Linked DNA regions of Gossypium hirsutum: all the other regions are linked to region 3. Evidence: chromatin contacts called from public Hi-C data. All regions are on one chromosome and are shown on one strand. The core of a region is the stretch at or near the end of the contact, and the rest is flanking DNA. Distances in the headings are between cores, read along the strand shown. Region 1 holds the start of LOC107900941 (rhodanese-like domain-containing protein 4, chloroplastic). Region 2 holds the start of LOC107900936 (NDR1/HIN1-like protein 6). Region 3 holds the start of LOC107900947 (beclin-1-like protein).

The links. A called contact is a pair of places that touch in the nucleus more often than the background predicts.
Region 1: a Hi-C map of leaf shows a contact between it and region 3, with 2.5 times the contacts expected there. The contact joins the promoter of LOC107900941 here to the promoter of LOC107900947 in region 3. A contact is called at or near these places in 3 of 34 Hi-C or Micro-C datasets (hypocotyl and leaf).
Region 2: a contact with region 3 is called in a Hi-C map of leaf, with 4 times the contacts expected there. The contact joins the promoter of LOC107900936 here to the promoter of LOC107900947 in region 3. A contact is called at or near these places in 3 of 34 Hi-C or Micro-C datasets (all in leaf).

Annotation. Positions count from the first base shown.
Region 1 is chrD08:49,611,207-49,615,101 of Gossypium_hirsutum_v2.1, reverse strand. It overlaps LOC107900941 (rhodanese-like domain-containing protein 4, chloroplastic), which reads right to left and starts at 1,487. Exons shown (of 9, transcript XM_016826733.2): 1 at 639-1,487; 2 at 68-170. The coding sequence starts at 1,294.
Region 2 is chrD08:49,773,247-49,776,782 of Gossypium_hirsutum_v2.1, reverse strand. LOC107900936 (NDR1/HIN1-like protein 6) reads right to left here and starts at 1,287. Exons shown (of 2, transcript XM_016826727.2): 1 at 211-1,287. The coding sequence starts at 923.
Region 3 is chrD08:49,332,297-49,336,167 of Gossypium_hirsutum_v2.1, reverse strand. It overlaps LOC107900947 (beclin-1-like protein), which reads right to left and starts at 1,703. Exons shown (of 10, transcript XM_041098247.1): 1 at 1,462-1,703; 2 at 824-1,164; 3 at 560-730; 4 at 1-52. The coding sequence starts at 1,612. It overlaps LOC107900946 (replication stress response regulator SDE2), which reads left to right and starts at 2,641. Exons shown (of 3, transcript XM_016826747.2): 1 at 2,641-3,296; 2 at 3,383-3,871. The coding sequence starts at 2,641.

The DNA.
Region 1 (3,895 bases), core at 238-2,737, 280 kb before region 3:
GTGCAATTGCTAAATTTAGAAAAAATGGAGAAAGAAACAAAAAAAATTGATTTAGAACAGCACATACCACCCATCCCCGTGGTCCTTCAGCACCATCTTTGACTGCATAAGCAGCTTTGAATCCATTTGCAGTGACCAACTCCGCAACCAGTTCGGAATTCCCATCAAATCTGGCTTTCAACACAAATTTAAAGCAATATGAGAAGATGAATCAAATGAAAGTTCTAATTTCATCTTTCCTACAAACAAACTGCATATAGTTACAAATAAAATATTTGTCAGCCAATGCTTACATATGTTTAAAGGACACATTTCAACAGTTAAGAACGTATAGACTATCAATTTAGAAACCTTCAACCCTTGGAACAAAATGCAGTTAATTTATGGGTTAGGATCAATTAAGAAAGAGGCAATGGCCATATTCTATTGTGTAGCTTAAGGCCAATGAGCCTCCGTATAGGCATATACATTTCTACATTCTTCCTCCACAACCAACACACAAACCATTTAATCTCAGATACAGTGATACAATCATCAATAAGAGTGGATCCTTAACTAGAAACGAAGGTTTCATAGACAATGCTGGGAATTCACATATGAACAAATATATACAAGGCATAGGGTTTTCAGAAGCTTACTTGTCTATAATGAATAAGGTAGTATTTTCAGGTTCCTTGAATTTCAAAGACAGTTTTGTCAAGAACCCTGGTTTATCTTCACCATTGTAGGCAATTGACACCGGTTTCTTCCCAAATCCCTTAATGTCAGGGCTACCAACATCTCTAGACTCCTTGAGAGGCCTTATGTCCAGCAACTGAGCAGTGGCATCGTCACCTAGCTTGGCGTAAGCACTCCTTGCAGACTCAACTCCCCATGGCTTTGGATTCTTTAACAGACGAGACAAAATCAAAGGAACTGCTAAAGCAACGGTGCCACCAGCTATAACCGTGGGATTCTCAGTTACAAAACTGACAACGGTATCAAGGATCCCATTTGGGTCAAAATCAACAGACGAGGAGAATCCCGTAGTCTGCTGTAGGGCTTCCTCGTATGACAAGGCTTTAGCGAAACCATTGGGGAGAAGTGATGGCAGTAGCAGTAAACCCCCATGCAAGGTTCTTGAAAAACACTGGTGCAAAGCTGGTTGGGTCTTAATAAAAGCCGGGGAGTTGGGTAGTTTGAGTGGTGAAGCAATGGGGAGCAATGGTGCTTTTCTGGTCTCGGTTCTTGTCTCAGAAAGAACCGAGAGAGGTGTCAAACTTGGAGTTGCTGCATTGAGGGTCCTCATTTGCATAATTTTTATGCAAAGAGATGGGTGTCAAATGTATGATGGAAAGGCTTGAACCATCAACAATGGAGGATTTTTGTTGGAATTGATTGGATGACAACAAGGCTCAGAGGCCCTTAGCTTTGGAAGGTGCACTTTGAATGATGAAATGGTGGTGAGGTGGAACGAGATATGAGATCTCTGCCAGTCATTTCATGACACGTTGGAAGTGAGATGAGAGGCTTTTTGATCATGTCTTTAGGACTGTTCCTCATCTAAACTCATTTGTGTGGCTAATAATTGTCTGCACAAATTCAATAGTGCATCTAAAGTCTAAACTTTAGTACCTTCCTTTTTATACGGCAAAAACGTTATACTTAATTATCTTTAATTTACCTTGGTATTTTAGTTTGAAATTTTTTTATTGTAATATATGTTTTTTTTGTCTTTATGATAACTACATTTGACAAAAATTATATATATTTAGGTACATGAATGTAACAATATTAACTTTTTAGTTTTTAATTCGAGCTTTAAAATTGATTTTATAAAAATTCTTAGCTAATAATATTAGTAATTAACTTTCATCATATCAACCCTAAACCTAAATTAATTCACATTAATTAGATTGTATTTGACAAATTAAATGAAAATAAAATAAATTCACAATTAACACTACATTTATTCTATTAACAAAATCATAAAAAATTTAAACCTAATACTATTAGCGATTAACTTTCATTAAATAAATCCTAAAATCCAAATTATACACTAAAAAAGTTAGCATTGTAACCTTTGGGTGTAAAAAAATATAACATTTGTCAAATATATATATTAAATTAGACCAAAAAACAACACAGGTAGCACATTAAAAAAATTATCAAATTCAAGTACCAAATGATATATTAAACCTTAGAAAAAGAGATAAAGTCCTGATTTTGATAATTCTCTACTTAGTCTTTGAATTATTTTCGTTAATCCTCAAACTTAACAACTTTTTCAATTTTATTTATTTGACACATTTGATATTGTATCATCATATTATCACTTAAAAATTAGAATTTTATAAAATATTTAAATGATGATGTGATGTAATATTAGGGGCAATTTACCAAAAAAAGTCAATTTTTTTTAAATTTACTGAAATGGGCCCGGTATTTTATTATTTACCGGAATGGACCCCTTTCCCCTAAATCGCGTCCACGTCAACGCGAAGTCAGGGGATATGTCAGCAAATCGCGTCCACGTCAGCGCGCTATGCTGACATGGCAACAAAGCGCTGCTTTGAGAGCGCGATTTGTTGCCACGTCAGCAAAGCGCTCTGACGTGGTTGCGCTTTGATGAAGTGGCGCGTCCCTGGGGACGCGATTTAGACCGCTCGTGAACAGTGCAACGGTCAAAAATTTGACCGTTGCCCCACCCCCAACGGTAAAAAAAAACCTATAAATACCCCCACCCTTTTTTTTCACAAACAAATCTTCTCTCAAATTTCCTCTCAATTTCCTTCCAAATTTCTCTCAAATTCATATTTAATCTCAATTAGCTCTCAATTTCCTTTTAAATTTCTCTTAAATCCCTATTTTTAAATAATTTTAAATAATTTTGATTTTTTTAAACCGAAAAAAATCACTCTTAAATCCCCAATTTTTAAACCGAAAAAATTTGTACGATTTCAGTAATGGACGGAGGATTGACTCGTCTTGATAAGCACCACATATCCGTGGAACAAATGAAGATGGTAAGTGTTAAATTTAATTTTTAAATATTATTTAAGATTTTTTTATTTATGCATTTTTAGATAATTATTAATTTATTATTTGTTATAAAAGTCTGTAGATCGGGTATTGGAATGCAATATCTGGAATATGCATGCTCCTCCATCACCATTGGTAGAGAACTACCTATGGGAAGCGGGTTTTTGGCACGTGGCAACGGTAGGCCGGGGATGTAAGGTGGACCCGAAACTAATCAGTGCGTTGATCGAGAGGTGGAGACCCGAGACGCACATATTCCATCTTCCATGTGGAGAGTGCACTATCACTTTGGAAGACGTCAGCTTGCAATTGGGATTACCAGTGGACGGGTACCCAGTCACGGGGTCTGCCCAATCTAGCGATTGGCCAGCGGTGTGCTACGAGCTTCTGGGTGCTATTCCAGAGAAAATGAACGAAGGTAAGATCGAGATGGGCTGGTTGCAAGACACATTCCCGAATCCGGATGAAGATTCAACCGAAATAGAAAGAATCCGATATGCTTGGGCATACATTCTTCAGTTAATTGGAGGTTATCTGATGCCGGACTTATCACGGAGCCGCGTACATCTAAGATGGCTGCTGAAACACGTTGATTTTAGAACAACCGGTGAATTGAGTTGGGGGTATGCCGTCTTGGCCACATTATATAGGGAGATGTGTGGGGCGACGCGACCGAGGAGAGCAAAAATAAGAGGTTGTCTGTCACTACTGCAGTCATGGGCACGGTTTCGTTTTCTATTTCTACGTCCTCGAGTGGACCACCCATATACATTCCCACTCATAACAAGGTAAATTTTATATTAGATTTTACAATTATTATGTAGATATTTAAAAATAAAAGTATGCTAAAAGTTTATTTAATTAGGTGGAACCA
Region 2 (3,536 bases), core at 38-2,537, 440 kb before region 3:
AGAATATCCAAAAAAATTTAGGAACTAGCTAGGTAGAAATGAATAAGTTCAGGGGCCCAGTTTTATATTATCCCTATTATAAAAGAAAAGCAACCAATTATGTAAAATTAAAATAGGTACTAAATATCCAATTTAAACTTAGTAGAGGGATGGAGACCACAATTTGACCTTAAAAATAATGAAAATGGAAGAGTTTAACGTCGTGTTTACCATCTTAAGGTGTGGATGAGGCAGTTAGGCATATCATCACCGTCGAGCTGTTTCATGGTGATTCCTTTACACTTAACGGTAACCCCCAACATGCCAGTCTTCAACCCCGCCACACCCACTCCAACTTTCGTCCGAGCCGCCACGTTCACCGCCAAACTCTTCGATTTGTACCCACTCAGAAGCCTATTCGCCAACGTATTATCCACCTGCTTGTTGCTCGCCTTCGTCTCCACTTTCAAGCTAGTCGTGTTTTGTTTCCTCGACGTGAACTTGGGCACCTTCGCCGTCCCGAGCTCAGTCTCGTCCTCGCCTTCTCCGACGCTGATGTCGACCGCCGTATCGCCGTAATAATACGTCATCTTCCCGTTGGGATTCCTCACTTCCATTACCGTCATCGTCGTGGCGTCGAGGTAGGTACCGTCGGGTGTTTCTGTGACGTTGAAGCGGGGGATTTGGAATGACCGGACGTGGAAGCGTGGTAATTTGGGGTTGACCGAAAAGTAGAAAACGGCGGCGAAGATGATGATCAGGGCAATCAAGATCGAGAAAGAGATGCAGAAACAGCAGCAACAAACACTGCCCTTCTTTTTCTTGGGCCGGAAAGATGGCGGAAGAACCGGCTTTCGCGGCGGCGGTTTAAACCCAGCGGGCGAGTTAGGGTCATTGTATCCGGGTGGCTTGTTGAGGGCCGATGGAAATGGAGCGTCGGACATCGCTTGTATGTAAAAAATGATTCTATCGTGGACTTGGATTAAAAAAGAAAATAAAAAGGTGGCTTATTTACGTACAATTATCTGTCATTGTAAGTGAGAATTAAATTGCTTTGAAAATTGAAAAGAAGACAGAGCAAGCAAAAGGAGAAGAATGTGAAGGATGTTGGTACTTGTTTCAGTTACTTGGTTTGGATCTATTTAAACAAGTTATTAAATGGCCCCACCCAAACACTTGTACATATGCATGTCAACAACAAATGTAATTCATATCAAACAATTAACTTCAATTTCTTCTATTGCTTTTCAGATTTCAGTCATAGAGTCTAAACTATATCTGTCCATGGGCCGGGTTTGGGCCGGGCCCGGAAAAAATTTTGGCCCGACTCTTAGGCCCGGCCCGGCCCGACCCGACCCACCCGATTTTTAATAAACACAAAAAAAATATTTTAAAAATAAAAAAAATAAAAAATATATATTTAAAGTATTTTAAAATTAAAAAATAAAAAAAAAATATTTATTATATTCGGGCCGGGTCGGGCCGGGCTTGGGCCAAAAAAGTTGAGTCCGAGCCCGGCCCATTTTTTAAACGGCCTCATTTTTTTGCCCAAGCCCATATTTCGGGCCTATATTTTTACCCGAACCCTCCCATATTTTGGGCGGGCCGTCGGGCTGGGCCGCCTGGCCCATGGATAGGTCTAGTCTAAACGGTAGCAATTAAAAATTCTGTTAAACTCTATGTACTTCTATATTATGCATACATTTATAGATATAATCTGTAATATCCCAAAAATCGGGTTAGAAAAAATTAGGTTTATGAAATCAAGAGTGGTTACATCTTAATTTTGAGTTAGGATTGTGAAAATGTTATTATGTAAATTGATCTGGTTTAGTGATTAAGTATTTAGTTGTGTGCTTGAGGTCTTGTGTTCAAATCATTTTCTTTGGAATTTTTGTTCCTATCTCTATCTTTAGATATTTGACTTAAATTTAATTCCCGCACAAGTTTTGAAAAGAATAAGTTTGTTGATTTAGTGGTAAGGTTTTTCTCGCGTATGTTTTAAACTCTGGGAAAAATCTGATGTGGATAATGATAGGAGTTAGTGGGGTAGTTGTAAAAAAATAGTGGTGACGTATTTTCCCCTAAATTTTCTCCCTCAACCGTCCAACTCTCCACTCTCCACTCTCCCTTCACTCTTCGCGTTTTTTTTTTGTGTTTTTGTATCAATTTCATGTTTTTTCCTTTTTTTCTTTGTTAATTTCTTCTTCTGTCGCCCTCCCTATTTCATTTAGCTTTTTTCTTTGATCTTCCTTCTTGTTCTTGTTATTCTCGATTTTGTTGCCTCTTTGCCAATTAATTTATGACGACTGTGTGTGGTAAGTATTTCAGAATTAGATTTGTAAGTTCGTCGTGGGTAATTCTTCGTATGTTTGCTTTGAGTGTTTTATATCGTTGTGACGTTGAAATTAACGGTTATTTTGTAATGTTGGTTAGGCGGGGAACGTGAATTTTTGGATCCTCCAGTGAATTGAACTTCTATTGGCTATTGTTTTGCAAAAGGTAAGTGATGAAAGTGTTAATTAAGGGCTAGTTTTGTTAGTTCGTATTAATGGATTGGTTGCGTTCGAGTTAGTGGACGGATTTAGTGCGAGACTTGCTTATTAATTCTTTTTGGAATGGCGATTTAGGTATTGGAATTTTCACGATTGCGTTCACATCGAAAAATGACTAGGCGTGTAATGAAAAACTCGAAAAAAATAGCGAACAGTGAAAAGCCGAAATGCATTCTGTCGACGTCACACGGCCGTGTGCCAAGCTATGTGGCAGACCGTGTGAGACACACGACCATGTGCCAGATCGTGTGGACCACACAGTCTGGGCTATTTGGGTCGTGTGGGCCACATGGGGGTGTGTTAGACTGTGTGGACCCATTTTCTGAAAATTTTTACTTACGCCCGTTTGATTAAAAAATTCATAATTAAACGTTCCGTGGGGTTTGTTTGGCTAAAATAAGACTTGAAATGTGACATCTATTAATATGTGTTAGTATGTGATATGGTTAAGGTATGTGAAAAATGTATCTACGATCTGTGTTCTGATAACTTTGAAAGTATAATTACATGTAAAAAAACATGTATGACATCTGTATATAGAATAACTCTTAGTGTAAGCAATATGATATGTAATGATCTATAAAAATGTGTTTAGGTATGCATGTCATACTATTCATGTGATATGTACGTATGTTATTATGATTATGCATGTGCATTGAAGTGAGTTTTGGTATGATGGAGGAAGTGTTTTCTGGCAGTGTTACTGTAATTCCAACCGTTAAACCACAATATCTGTTTGGCAGCTCAACTGCACCATTATGAGTGGCATACCACCACGACCCGATGTGATTGGATGGATTTGTAGTCTTATTTGGTGTAACTGGAAATGATTTGCCCAAAATTTAAACTTTCAAAGCAAACGATTTTGAATTTAAATTCTGGGTTTGAAACAAATATTTTTGGACTTAAGTTTTTTTAGAGTTTTACCAAATTTTATGTTTCCGAAACGTATAACTAAGTTTATTTTTAGTTAGTTTTTCAAACGAGTCGATGTAACTTCTC
Region 3 (3,871 bases), core at 454-2,953:
GTTTTTCTATTTCTTCAATTGCTGCTTCAAGTTTTCTTTCTTCTTCCTCGATCTTACAGAATGAACAGACAATCAGATATGCATTTAACTAGGAAAATCATTCATCAACGCAGTTAATGCATATATCATAACGAGGAACTGTCATTTACTAGTATTCCTGGTTTACTGTTCATATTTTTTTCAACAATACAATGCGGATTAACATTGGGAAAAGTTTTTTCTTTTTTGAAGGATTTTTTTTTTTTGGTTAATTCAAAGGGACTTTCTTTCATTCATCCAGTAAAACAGTTATCGGATCCTTGTACATTTTAACAATCCTAGCCCTCTGCCATCTTCTAGTGTCTTTTATGATACCCTGTTCTGAAACCAAAAATTTATTAACATTCTGGAGTGAAACCTCCCTCATCCAAACAAAAGTGAAACTAAAGCCTTAGAGTGTCTAGACATTAGAAAATATTAAAAAGCCCTTAACAATTCTCTCCGCAAATTAAAGTACTAGCATGAGGAACCATTTATCCTTTATCATATAAGTTACTCATAGAAACTGCCAAACAGCTACCTTTAATTTCTCCTTACGAAAATCAGCCTCACTGAGTACATCTCGTGGTTCCACCTCCAGGCGCTGAAGACAGGCTTCATATGCTTCGATATCCCTAGTCACATCTTCAACCTCCTTGTCAAGTTTGTCAGACAACACCCTCATACACTCAAGGCATAATGGTTGTTCAACCTAAAAATGCCAAATGCAGAATAAAAGAGTATAAATATATCCTCTCTACAACAATGAAGCACCAAACTGGAAAAGCAATAAAATGAGCAATACCTGTGTCTGAGTTGTGGCAATCTCAAATGCATTCTTCAGGACAGTAATAGTTGAGTGAAATCCAGAGTTATTCGGCTGCAAAGAACTGCTTGGTCCACCTTCTGACGATGGTAATTGCGTCCCACTTCCATCAGAAGCAGACTCTGATTTATCAACCACCACAAATGATTCTTCCATACCTTTCCTAGCTTGGCCAGTATCAGGCTGACCAGGCATGCCACGAGGTCGTGGAGGTATTCCTGGGGCCAAGGGCTTTTGCTTTGGCAGCACGACGAAAGAGTTATCCATTCGTGTTGAACCCAGCACGCTGCTAGCTCCATGAATCGAAGACCCCTGCATTGCTGCATCATTCATACAGACAATTTTCTTAGCAAGGAACATCAGCATGAAATACTGCTGTTATAGTCAGGTTTAGTACTTAGTAGCCAAATAAAACAATTGAAGAATCCACTATGCTTTGGTCCCAATTCCAGCATAAATACATGAAGATAATAGAAAATCCCCAATAAATTTTGCAACTCAGACCACTCCAAAATAAAAAAGAATTAATCCTCAGCTAATTAAACTGAAAAAATATTAAATTCAACAACTGGGCAGAAGCAGAAATTTAAAAAGGAAGAGATTGGAGAAACCCTAACCTGATCGAGAAGAGTCGTTGGGGAACTTGTCGACGTAGGAATCGACTCCGACGATGCAGAGGGAATGGTGACAGTTCTGGCAGATCCATTTGGGGAGATTTGGATCCACGGGTAAGCTCCGACCTTTATCGGGTATATATTCCTTCTTCATTTAGCTAATTGAATTTTATGTGAAGGGAGATTTTCGGGTTGTCGGGCAATCAGGGGAGAGATAGAGGGTTTCGTTGTTTCGATTGCTGAGCCGTCCAAGTAAAACATAACAAAAGAAATCATAACAGTTTTTATGACAGGTTTGTTTGTGACCAGGCCCAACGACTTTTGGATTAATTTCACCAAACGTCCCTGAACTATTGCTTAAAGTTTAAATTATTCTCTAAACTTCAAAGTATTCTAATCAAATATTTAAAATATAAATATTATATCAATCAGGTCATTATGGGTGGATTTAGATGGGCGGTGGAGTGCGGTGTGGTGCGTTTAGCTTTTTGTCTCACGCTACAATATTGATGCAATACCTAATCTCACCGCCATTACTGTTTTTACATTAACCGCAGGTAAACATATCGCCCATCTAAATCACTCTACGTCAACACTTGTATCAATTTCAACATTAGATATTAGTTCAAACTTGATATAAAACATATTTAAAAATTAAAACAAGTGGATTAAACTGTAAACAGCTTTGCACCTACATTTATGAATAATTTGAATATGATATGTTAAAAATTATATTGAGCTAATAAATATAAGAAAGTTATTTTGTTAACATGTGTGATCCAAATTGTCCATATGATAAATAAATATATTTATAATTTGAACTATGTGATTAAATATGTTCCACATCATATTTGAATTGATTTTTAATATCTAAGCTAATGACTAAGGTGATACAAGAATTTGGTTGATACAATATTGATACTTTAAAGATTCAATTAAAATGTTTTGAAGTTTGGGATCAATTTAAAATTTATATTATAAATTGAGGCCTTCTTATAATTAAACATTTTTTGCCTTTTCTTTTAAGGATTCTCCCTTACCCGGTGGAGTTGACCCGAACACCCAATATATTAAAAGATGGACTACTCGGGAAATTAGGTTTATAATCAGGATCCCAACCCTAGTTTCTCCCTTTCCCTGATCCCCAAATTTTCCTCTTGAAATCACGGACACGTACCTGTTATGGAAGATCATCAAATCAGCGGAGACGATATCGACATGAAGGACCTGAACCCAAGGCAGTTACAGCTGTTCGTTAAACTTCTCAATGGTGAAACTTTGTCGCTCCAATTCCCGACCCTTCAAGTCCAAGTCAGCGATGTCAAGCACCGAATTCAGGAATTTACCCAAATCCCTTTCAATTTCCTGCGACTGATTCGCGGCCATCAACTCAAGGACGATTCGGTGATTTCCCACTCCAACGCTACCCTCAACCTTTCCCTCCGGCTCCTCGGTGGCAAAGGAGGTTTCGGGTCGCTGCTGCGTGGCGCAGCCACAAAAGCCGGGCAGAAAAAGACAAGCAATTTCGAGGCGTGCCGAGACATGAGCGGAAGGAGGCTAAGGCATGTGAATGCTGAGAAGAGGTTGGAGGAGTGGAAAGCGGAGGAAGAACAGAGAAAGTTGGAGAAGATCGCGGAAGACTTCATAAAGAAGAAAGCAAAAACTGGGAAAAAAGGAGTTGGAGATGGAGAGGCCGAGAAGTATGTAGCGAAGTACAGAGAGCAGTCGGCGAGGTGCGTGGCAGTGGCAGTGGTTGAAGAGTCCGTTAGGGCGGCGTGCCAAAATGGAAAACGGAAGACAGTGCCGGGAGGAGCTGACCCCAAAAGATTGAAGATTTGGTAAGTTTTTAAGCTCTTTTAATTTGCCGTTAATAAGGTTGGTATTGATATATAGATTGTTGACTTATTTTTGTTTGCTTATATAGGATGGGAAAGAGGAAAGTGGATGAGAGTGATAGTGACAGTGATTATAGCAGTGAGGATGAAGATAATGAGGAAAATGAGAAATCTGTAATTTTGAACAATGGGAATCATTCAGATTCTAGTAAGGGAGCTGAGGGGAGTTCTGGTTCAGTTTTGGGGGGAAAACAGGATATAGACTTTTCAAGTGGAGTCTCAAGTGATACTGGTTCTGAGGAAGAGAAGGAGGTTGTTCTGCATCGAAGCTCGGAATCTTGTGAAGATGTTAATGCCATGGTTGAAGCAGATGTGATTGCTGGGAGTGAAGCAGCTCATCCTGAGATGCCAGAACAAAATGGAACTAAAACTGAAAATCAAGAGGAAATAGTTAGTCAATGTCTCAGTGCTCCGGTTGCGGAAAATGGAGTTGGAAGTGAATTGATTGATGAAGTCAATTGTTCTTCTATCCTAAAACCAGAAGTTCACAAAGACGCATTAGTTTCAAATGTTAATGC